Linked DNA regions of Mus musculus: region 1 is linked to region 2. The links are chromatin contacts, called in public promoter capture Hi-C maps. All regions are on one chromosome and are shown on one strand. The core of a region is the stretch at or near the end of the contact, and the rest is flanking DNA. Distances in the headings are between cores, read along the strand shown. Region 1 holds the start of Becn1 (beclin 1, autophagy related). Region 2 holds the start of Ghdc (GH3 domain containing).

Region 1 (4,406 bases), core at 1,760-4,259, 530 kb before region 2:
GGTGGGAATTAAACATGGGCCCCCTCTCTACAAGAGTAAGCATTTTATATTATTTTTTTAAGTTTTATTTATTTATTTTATGTATGTAAGTACACTGTATCTGTCTTCAGACACACCACAAGAGGGCATCAGATCTCATTAAGGATGGTTGTGAGCCACCATGTGGTTGCTGGGAATTGAACTCAGAACCTTCGGAAGAGCAGTCAGTACTCTTAACCGCTGAGCCATCTCTCCAGCCCAAGAGTAAGCATTTTATTATTCTCTCTAGCCCCAGAGAGAAATTTTGAGAATAGTTTGAGGTACACAAGATCTTGTCTCCACAAAACAAATGAAACATGAAAAATTTCTGCACATTTAGAAAATAATTTAGGGGCTGGGTGGTGGTGGTGCACATCTTTAATCCCAGCACTTGGGAGGCAGAGGCAGGCAGATTTCTGAGTTTGAGGCCAGCCTGGTCTACAGAATGAGTCCAGGACAGCCAGGGCTACACAGAGAAACTCTGTCTCGAAACAAAACAAAACAAAACAAAACAAAACAAAACAAAACAAAACAAGAAAGAAAGAAAGGAAGGAAGGAAGGAAGGAAGGAAGGAAGGAAGGAAGGAAATAGCTGCAGCGTATCTCAGGTGGTTGAGTTATGAAAGCCTGGGTCATGTAATTGTTAATCCAGCACTCAGAAGATAGAGAGAGGCAGGAGGGTCAAAAGTTCAAGTCATTTTCTGCTGCCTGGTGAGTTTGAAGTCATCCTTGGGATTCATGAGATCTCCTTTTTTTTAAAAAAAAAAAAGCATGGGTGGGAGGAAGGAAGGAAGGAGGGAGGGAGGGAGGGAGGGAAGGAAGGAAGGAAGGAAGGAAGGAAGGATGGAAGGAAGGAAGGTTAGCTAGCTAAACCATTCATGAGAATTTATTTACTCGTGTGTGTGTTTGTGTGTGTCTGTATGTATGTGTGTACATGGATGTCTGTGTGTCTCTCTCTCTGTGTATCTATGTGTTTGTGTATACATATATGTCTACATGTGTCTGTGTGTCTGTGTGTGTTTATCTGTGTGCCAAAGACTTAACATGCAACCCTGACTGACCTGGAGCTCACTATGAGGACCAGGCCGGCCACTGTGAAGATCAGCCTGCCATTGTGCTGAGATTCAAGGCGTGCACCACCACCCCTGGCCATAAACATTTATTTTAAAACCTGAGAAAGACGTTATGATCCAATAAATAAATACAAATATGTGAACATAATTTGTAAGAACTGCAAGGGGCGACCACATGACAAACTCTTCAACCTTATCAGCAATCAGTGATATCAATTACAAGAATGGAGAACTGGAGCCGAGCATGGTGGCGCATGCCTTTAATCCCAGCACTCGGGATGCAGAGGCAGGTGGATTTCTGAGCTTGAGGCCAGCCTGGTCTACAAAGTGAGTTCCAGGACAGCCAGGGCTATACAGAGAAACCCTGTCTTGAAAACCAAAAAAAAAAAAAAAAAAAGAATGGAGAACTGCCATTGTCTGCTATTGTTCCTCAAATATATCTTATCCAATACTGGGCAAGGCATCATAAAACAGGCCCTTTAATGGATTACTAGAGGCAGAATATAATATGAGTTGTTTTGAAAACAACTGCCAATGTTAATAAAGAGAAGATTCCAAAGTCTACAGTACTTTTAATGATAAGGTTCTGTTCTAGGACAAAGTCAATTCCTCATTGTGATATTATTGTATCCACCCAAATTGGAAGCAATGGAAGTTTCCATCAATAAAGAAATTCACTGTAATCTGTGCGTTTCTGCTGTGATGTATTGCAGCAATGAGAATGTTAATTAACAAAACTGGAGCAACATGGAAAACATTCAATTATTTTTATTATCCTTAGTGGTGGTGGAGGGCAGTCCATACCCTGGAATTCCTTTGGAGGTCAACTTCATCTCCTCCTACTCCGATCCTTAGGAATTGACCTTAGGGTCTCTCTCACGTTTGGTGCACACACTTTTACAGGTTGAGCCATCTTGGCAGCCCACATATGTTAAACTTACAAAGTAGGGCTGGACATACAGTTCATTGGTGGAGTACTTGCTTAGTATATGAGAGGCCTTGGATATGATTCCAGATACACACATACTCACAGGAGCCAGCTCTCTCTCTCTCTCTCTCTCTCACACACACACACACACACACACACACACACACACACCACAAATGCATTGGTGTTTTGCATACATGGATGACTGTGTGAAAGTGGTGATAGTGGTGTCAGTTCTTGGAGTTACAGACAGTTATGAGCTGCCATGTGGGTGGATGGATTTGATTTAATCCAGGTCATCTGGAAGTGCGGTTGGTGCTTTTAACTGCTGAGCCATCTCTCCAGTCTCCACTGTCACCTTTTTATTTATTTACATTTTGTTATATACATACATAATACACACATACACATATATACATACATATAACTATCACCTTTAATGTATTTGCATTTTATTATATACACATATACAAACATATATACATACATACACACATACACATACATACATACATATAACAATAAAATTTACCATCCTGCCAAACGCACTCCCTCAGAAGGGTTTAGACAATTTGACTCTCCCAAAAATACACTTTAAAAGCTCACACATGCCGGAAGGTGGTGGTGCACGCTTTTAATCACAGCCCTTAGGAGGCTGAGGCAAGTGGATCTCTGTGAAGTGGATGCCAGCTTGGTCTACAGGGCGAGTTCCAGGTCAACCAGGGCTACACAGAGAAACCCTGTCTCAAACAAACAAACAAACAAACAAACAAACAAACAAACAACACCCTGATCCCTAAGGAATATAGAAGTGGCTCCACTTGGAAGTAACAAATCTTGAGTGGACCGTCTAAATCAGAAGAGTGTGGGCAGCTTCGGCCCACCTGTCGGCACTGCTGCACTTCCCCGCTCGGCCTTTGGATGGCGCTCCGAGCCGGGTAAACAGGGATCTGGAGCAGGGGTCCTTGCGTCAGCTCCCGTCGTGACGTCACTTCTGGTCCTGGGCGGAAGTCTTCAGCTAGCCGACCGGGAAGTAGCTGAAGACCGGGCGATGGGAACTCTGGAGGTCTCGCTCCGGGGCGGACCCGAGGCCACCGTGCCCCCGCGGTAGAACGAGCCTGGGTGGCGGGCTCCGGGCTCCTGAGGTGAGGAGCGTCGGGGCCTGAAGTGAGACCTTAGGAAGAAGCCTAGAGTCCCTGGCGGCCACTCTGGTGCCCCGTTTCCCCGCTCGGGAGACTAGACTGCCTTAGCTGGGCTCTGCCCCGGAAGCGGGTCCTCTTGGTGTCATCCCACTCCCAGAGGGAACGGCGCGGACCGGGATTTTCCTCTTCACCTCCACCACCAAGGCAGCGGGTAGCCTCGGGCCCGAGGTTCAAAGGAGCCGATTCTTCTTAACGTCGTCTTTTCTCCGCTGTCGCAGGCATGGAGGGGTCTAAGGCGTCCAGCAGCACCATGCAGGTGAGCTTCGTGTGCCAGCGCTGTAGCCAGCCTCTGAAACTGGACACGAGCTTCAAGATCCTGGACCGGGTCACCATCCAGGAACTCACAGGTCAGCAGGATCCGAGGAAAGGGGTGGTCAAGAAGGAGGGAAGTGGGCAACTTTAGGGACATTGAGGTGGCGGTCTCTGGCTTTCGGTTTTCTCGTCAGGAATAGACCTCTGACAGTGTCTCCAGAGTGAAGGAGTATTCACATATAACAGAATTTCTTGAAGATTTACCAGTGTATCAATCAGGTGTCCTGTAACAGTCCCCGTGGAAACCAGGCTTGGTGGCTCACATCTATAACTGCAGCAACTCAGGAGGCTGACGCCGGAGCTGCCTCAAGTTCCAGGCCAGCCTGCGCTATTGAATGAGACCCTGTTTCCAAAAATAAAAAGGACAGGAGAAGTGCCATGGTGCATCCTCTTACAGGTGACGAGTTGAGGTTAGAGCCATCAGTGAGCATACTTACCTGAGGTCCAGTGAAGTGTAGGAGAGCCTTGAAGCCTGAAGAAGAGAGTGAGAGAGGTGATTAGCGAGTTTAAACACGTTCATGGGCCTGGCATTAGCATGGAAACCTTGGCTTTGTTGTATATAGCTCCCTAGACCTTGATTCATTTTTATTCATAATTAGTATTAGTTATGTGTATAGGTGGTTTGCTTACATGTACATCTGTCCATGACGAGAATGCCTGATGCCGGGAGAGGCCAGAAGAGGGCGTCAGATCCCTGAACTGGAGTTAACAGGTGGTTGTGAGCCACCGTGTGAGGGCTAGGACTCGAACCTAGGTCCTTTACAGGAGCAACAGGTGCTCTAAGCTATTGAGTGATCTGCCCAGCTCTTTATTTTTCTTCTCCTTAAAAAAAAATTATTTTCATTGTTCTTGCTGTTGGTATAGACAGAGTTTC
Region 2 (4,390 bases), core at 1,133-3,632:
GTGGTGGCCTGACGGTAATCCCAGCTCTCTGGAAGTATTGGCAGGAGGATCAAGAATTCAAAGTTGGACTAGAGAGATGGCTCAGTGGTTAAGAGCACTGACTGTTCTCCCAGAGGTCCTGAGTTCAATTCCCAGCAACCACATGGTGACTCACAGCCATGGGAGTAATGGGATTCGATGCCCCCTTCTGGTTGTCTGAAAACAGCTAAGATGTACTCATATACATTAAATAAATAAACTTTTAAAAAAAAATAAAGAATTCAAAGTCAGTATTAGCTATCTATCAAGTTCAAAGTCATCCTGAACTAACACCATGATTCAAAAAAGGGGGGAGGGGGGCGGGCAGGAAGGGGGTTAGGAGGAGTGGCTGGAGAGCCCTCAGCACTTACTGCCATTTCAGAAGGCCAAGTCTTCTTTCATCCCTGTTAGGTGGCTCACAAGCATCTGTGACACACACACACACACACACACACACACACACACACACTAAAAAGAAATATTTCAGGGCTAGCACTGGCTGCTCTTCCAAAGGACCAACGTTCAATTCCCAGCACCCACATGGCAGCTCACAAACTGTAACTCCAGTTCCAGGAGATCTAAGCCTCACACACAGAGACACACACAGGTAAAATATCAAAGCACTTAAAATAAGAAATAAGGGATTAGGGGACAATGTTGTGAAATCACAAAGAACCAATAAAAAAATGTTTAAAAACAAAATAAATATTTCAAGTAGGTTTTGGTTTTTTAATTAATTTGTGTATTTGGTTTTGCTTTTCTGAGATAAAGTCAGTAAATTCAGACACACCAATTACCAGGAAAATTTGATTGACCCATATATGACAAACTGCTGTAAGCCATCCTACTTAAGGACCTGCCATAGTATAACTGACTGTGTCAGCTTGTCTGTAGAAGGGGGTGGGTTGCAGTCTGTCTGTCTGTATGTATGTCTGTCTTGGAGGTTTCTTAGCAGATTGCCTATGGCACACACTGCATTCAGGTTTAAGGCCACCTAGGTGGAAGTCATTTTCTTTAACTAATTTTGTGGAGATTTACAGACTGGGGACAACTTTGGATATTTGTTTGTTGATGTTTTGTTATTCTTTTATTTATTTTATTTGAGGCAGGGACTCTCTATATAGCCCTGGCTGTCCTGGAACTTACTGTGTAGATCAGGTTGGCCTTGAACTCATAGAGCTCCTTCTACCTCTGCCTCTGAACGTGGAGATTAAAAGTATGCACCACAAGGTCTTATTCACAAGCTATTATTTACCCTGTAAGGCAGCACCTGCTATGTAGCCCACACTGGCCGCTGACTTAGTGGAGCCATTCCTCTTCCCCAGCCTCTCCCAAATGCAGGGATTGCAGATGCATTATGTAGAATGGGTTTTTGGTTTGTTTATTTGGTTTTGTGGTTTTTTTTTTTTGTTGGTGGTGGTGGTGGTGTTTTTTTAAGATATGGGGCTGGAGAGATGGCTCAGTGGTTAAGAGCACTGACTGCTCTTCAGAGGTCCTGAGTTCAAATCCCAGAAACCACATGGTGGTTCACAACCATCTGTAATGAGATCTGATGCACTCTTCTGGGGTGTTTGAAGACAGCTCCAGTGTACTCATATAAAATAAATAAATTTTCAAAAGGTGAGGAGGGAGGCAAACATCCCTTTCCAAAAAGAAAGAAAGAAAGAAAGAAAGAAAGAAAGAGAGAGAGAGAGAGAGAGAAAGAAAGAGAGAGAAAGAAAGAAAGAAAGAAAGAAAGAAAGAAAGAAAGAAAGAAAGAAAGAAAGAAAGAAAAGACGTGTAGCTCAGACTGGCCTTGAACTTGTTATGTAGCTGTAGCTGTGGGTGACCTTGTCCTCTTTTGGGTGGGGGGTGTGGAGATGGAACAGGACCTTTCTCTTTCTTTCTCTCTCTCTCTCTCCTTCTCTTTCTTTTTTTGGTTTTTCGAGACAGGGTTTCTCTGTGTAGCCCTGGCTGTCCTGGAACTCACTCTGTAGACCAGGCTGGCCACGAACTCAGAAATCCACCTGCCTCTGCCTCCTGAGTGCTGGGATCAAAGGTGTGCACCACCACTGCCCGGCTGACCTTGACCTCTTGCTGGCACATACCCTAGGGCTGCAACAACTAGTCTGCACGACCACACCTCGGCAGCTGTGGTTTTTACTTGAGTCTGAATCTGCTCCTGAATGGAAAGCAAGCACTCTTTCCACACACACCTCCCTGTCTTTCTCGACGATCTTGCCACCCTGGCCTTAACTCCCTCCATCTGCCAACCTGAGCCAGCAACTCAACAAGTTACCTTTTAGGTAACTTGTTCCTTTAAGAACATTCCGCCCCACCCCCGGGTCCTCCCAGTCAGGCCGGATTTCCTGCCCAAGCCCTGCCTTTTAAAGTCATCACTTCAACTTTCAGGACTGCGACCAGACACACTGAGGGACCCTGAGGGGTCCCGGGGTGCTGAAAGTAAGCAGAAATAGGCTGTGACAGGTGTATATATATACCCAGGGCTCTACTGGGAAACGGGACCAGGGCAGGGAAGATCCTGAGAGAAAGCAAAGTCACTTGGGAGTGGGTAAAAATGTCACGCCCAGCCCTCTCCTCTTACGAAGGAGGGAGGAGCTGTCAGAGCTGTTCTTCTAGCTCGAGAAGCAAGGATGCCAGTTAGTAGGATGCCAGATTCTTTTTGGTTTTTCGAGACAGGGTTTCTCTGTGTAGCCCTGGCTGTCCTGGAACTCACTCTGTAGACCAGGCTGGCCTCGAACTCAGAAATCCACCTGCCTCTGCCTCCCGAGTGCTGGGATTAAAGGCGTGCGCCACCACGCCCGGCCAGGGTGCCAGATTCTTGAGGGTCTCTCTTCCATATTGCCTGCCTAACAGGGCCCTGGCTTCCTACCACCGTCGTCTCCTTCCTCTGTTTTCTGTATGCGGCGGAGTGTGTGGGAAGACATGGTTATCCCCCTCACACCCCATTCCATTCCATTCCTCTCCCAGGAGCTCCTTGGAGATGCTTCTGCTGTGGCTGCTGCTGCTGCTGCTCCTCCTCGTGCCCCTGCTGGCCATACTCTGGCAGCAGAGGTCTCGGGGTGCCAGGCCATGCTGGCTGATCAGTCTCCAACACCGAGTGGCCTGGGGGATGCTGGGCTGGGCAGCCGCCTGGCAGCAGTGGAGACTAGACCGGAGCACGTTGAATGTGGGCCAGAGCCAGCAGCAGGCCCTCATGTGGTGTCTGAAGAAAGCCCAGGGCTCCTGCTGTCTCCCCAGGGAGGACACAGGTGTGTTTCTGGCACCTGGGGGAGGTGACCCAAGGAGAGAAAATAGCCCACAAGGCAGTCAGATTCTAGAACTCAAGGGCCCCTTCATTTACCACCAATATGATGTGGCCTGGTGCAGAGCCCTACCATGGCTTACAACCTGACACCTATTAGGATGGGTTTTCCTTTGCTGGGCCCTGGTCTAGCCTTCACCTCATTTCCCAGGCCCTTTCTGGGTTCCTTTCTCAAGGCTCTCCACAGTCTTCTCACTTCCTGAGGAGTTTCTGATTTTTTTTGGGGGGGGGGTCTACAGATATGAGAACCTTCCGGAATCATCTTCCACTGACCCAAACCAGCCACACTCAGGAGCAAGAAAGTGAAGAGACGCTCCCATCCCCTGCCTCCCCCCAGTACCATGGAGACGCCTCTTTGCAGGTAAACAGAGGTACCTCCACCTCACAACAGCAGACCCCTCCCAAAAGGAGGTACAAAGAAGGCCCGCTATGGTAGCTGGGGTCTGGTTCTAAGGTCTGAATGACAGGCCCTCCTGTCTCCCTCCAGGCCACCCTGCTGGGTCTAATAACCCTAAACAAGGCCTACCCAGAAGCGCTGGCTCCAGGAAGTACTGCCTGTGTGACCCCTACATCGCCATGGCCCTGCTCTGTCCCCTGGCTTGGGCACGCCCTGGGCCGGGTAAGCCCCGATGGAGCCAAGGACCCCCGGACCCTGCTGCTGGAGGCATTGATATCCCCGGGGCTGAGGGTACTTGAGGCAAGGACTGCAGTGGAGCTCCTGGATGTCTTTGTGGGCTTGGAGGCTGATGGTGAAGAACTGGCTGAGGCCATAGCAGCTGGGATTCTGGGAACGCTTCTCCCCAAACGAGCCGCTGAGCTGAAGGAGGCCCTAGAGCAGGGACCCCGAGGATTGGCCCGCCGGCTCTGGCCAAAGCTGCAGGTGGTGGTGACTCTGGACTCAGGAGGACAGGCAGAAGCTGTGGCTGCCCTTAGGGTCCTGTGGTGCCAAGGGCTAGCCTTCTTCTCTCCTGCTTATGCTGCCTCAGGAGGTCAGCTTGATGCGGGGGGGGATTGGATGGATGCAGGTGGGGCTGGGGGCAGATGTCATACAGCTAGCTACCATGCATT

The links. Promoter capture Hi-C pulls out the DNA fragments that hold promoters and counts their contacts.
Region 1: a contact with region 2 is called in a promoter capture Hi-C map of liver, with 2.4 times the contacts expected there. The contact joins the promoter of Becn1 here to the promoter of Ghdc in region 2. A contact is called at or near these places in 3 of 39 promoter capture datasets (liver and neural stem cells), 1 of 115 datasets of contacts at active chromatin or transcription factors (memory CD8 T cells) and 1 of 9 other capture datasets (liver).

Annotation. Positions count from the first base shown.
Region 1 is chr11:101,300,889-101,305,294 of GRCm38.p6, reverse strand. It overlaps Becn1 (beclin 1, autophagy related), which reads left to right and starts at 3,009. Exons shown (of 12, transcript NM_019584.4): 1 at 3,009-3,163; 2 at 3,439-3,567. The coding sequence starts at 3,441.
Region 2 is chr11:100,768,949-100,773,338 of GRCm38.p6, reverse strand. Ghdc (GH3 domain containing) reads left to right here and starts at 2,382. Exons shown (of 9, transcript NM_031871.1): 1 at 2,382-2,460; 2 at 2,989-3,269; 3 at 3,562-3,683; 4 at 3,810-4,311. The coding sequence starts at 3,002.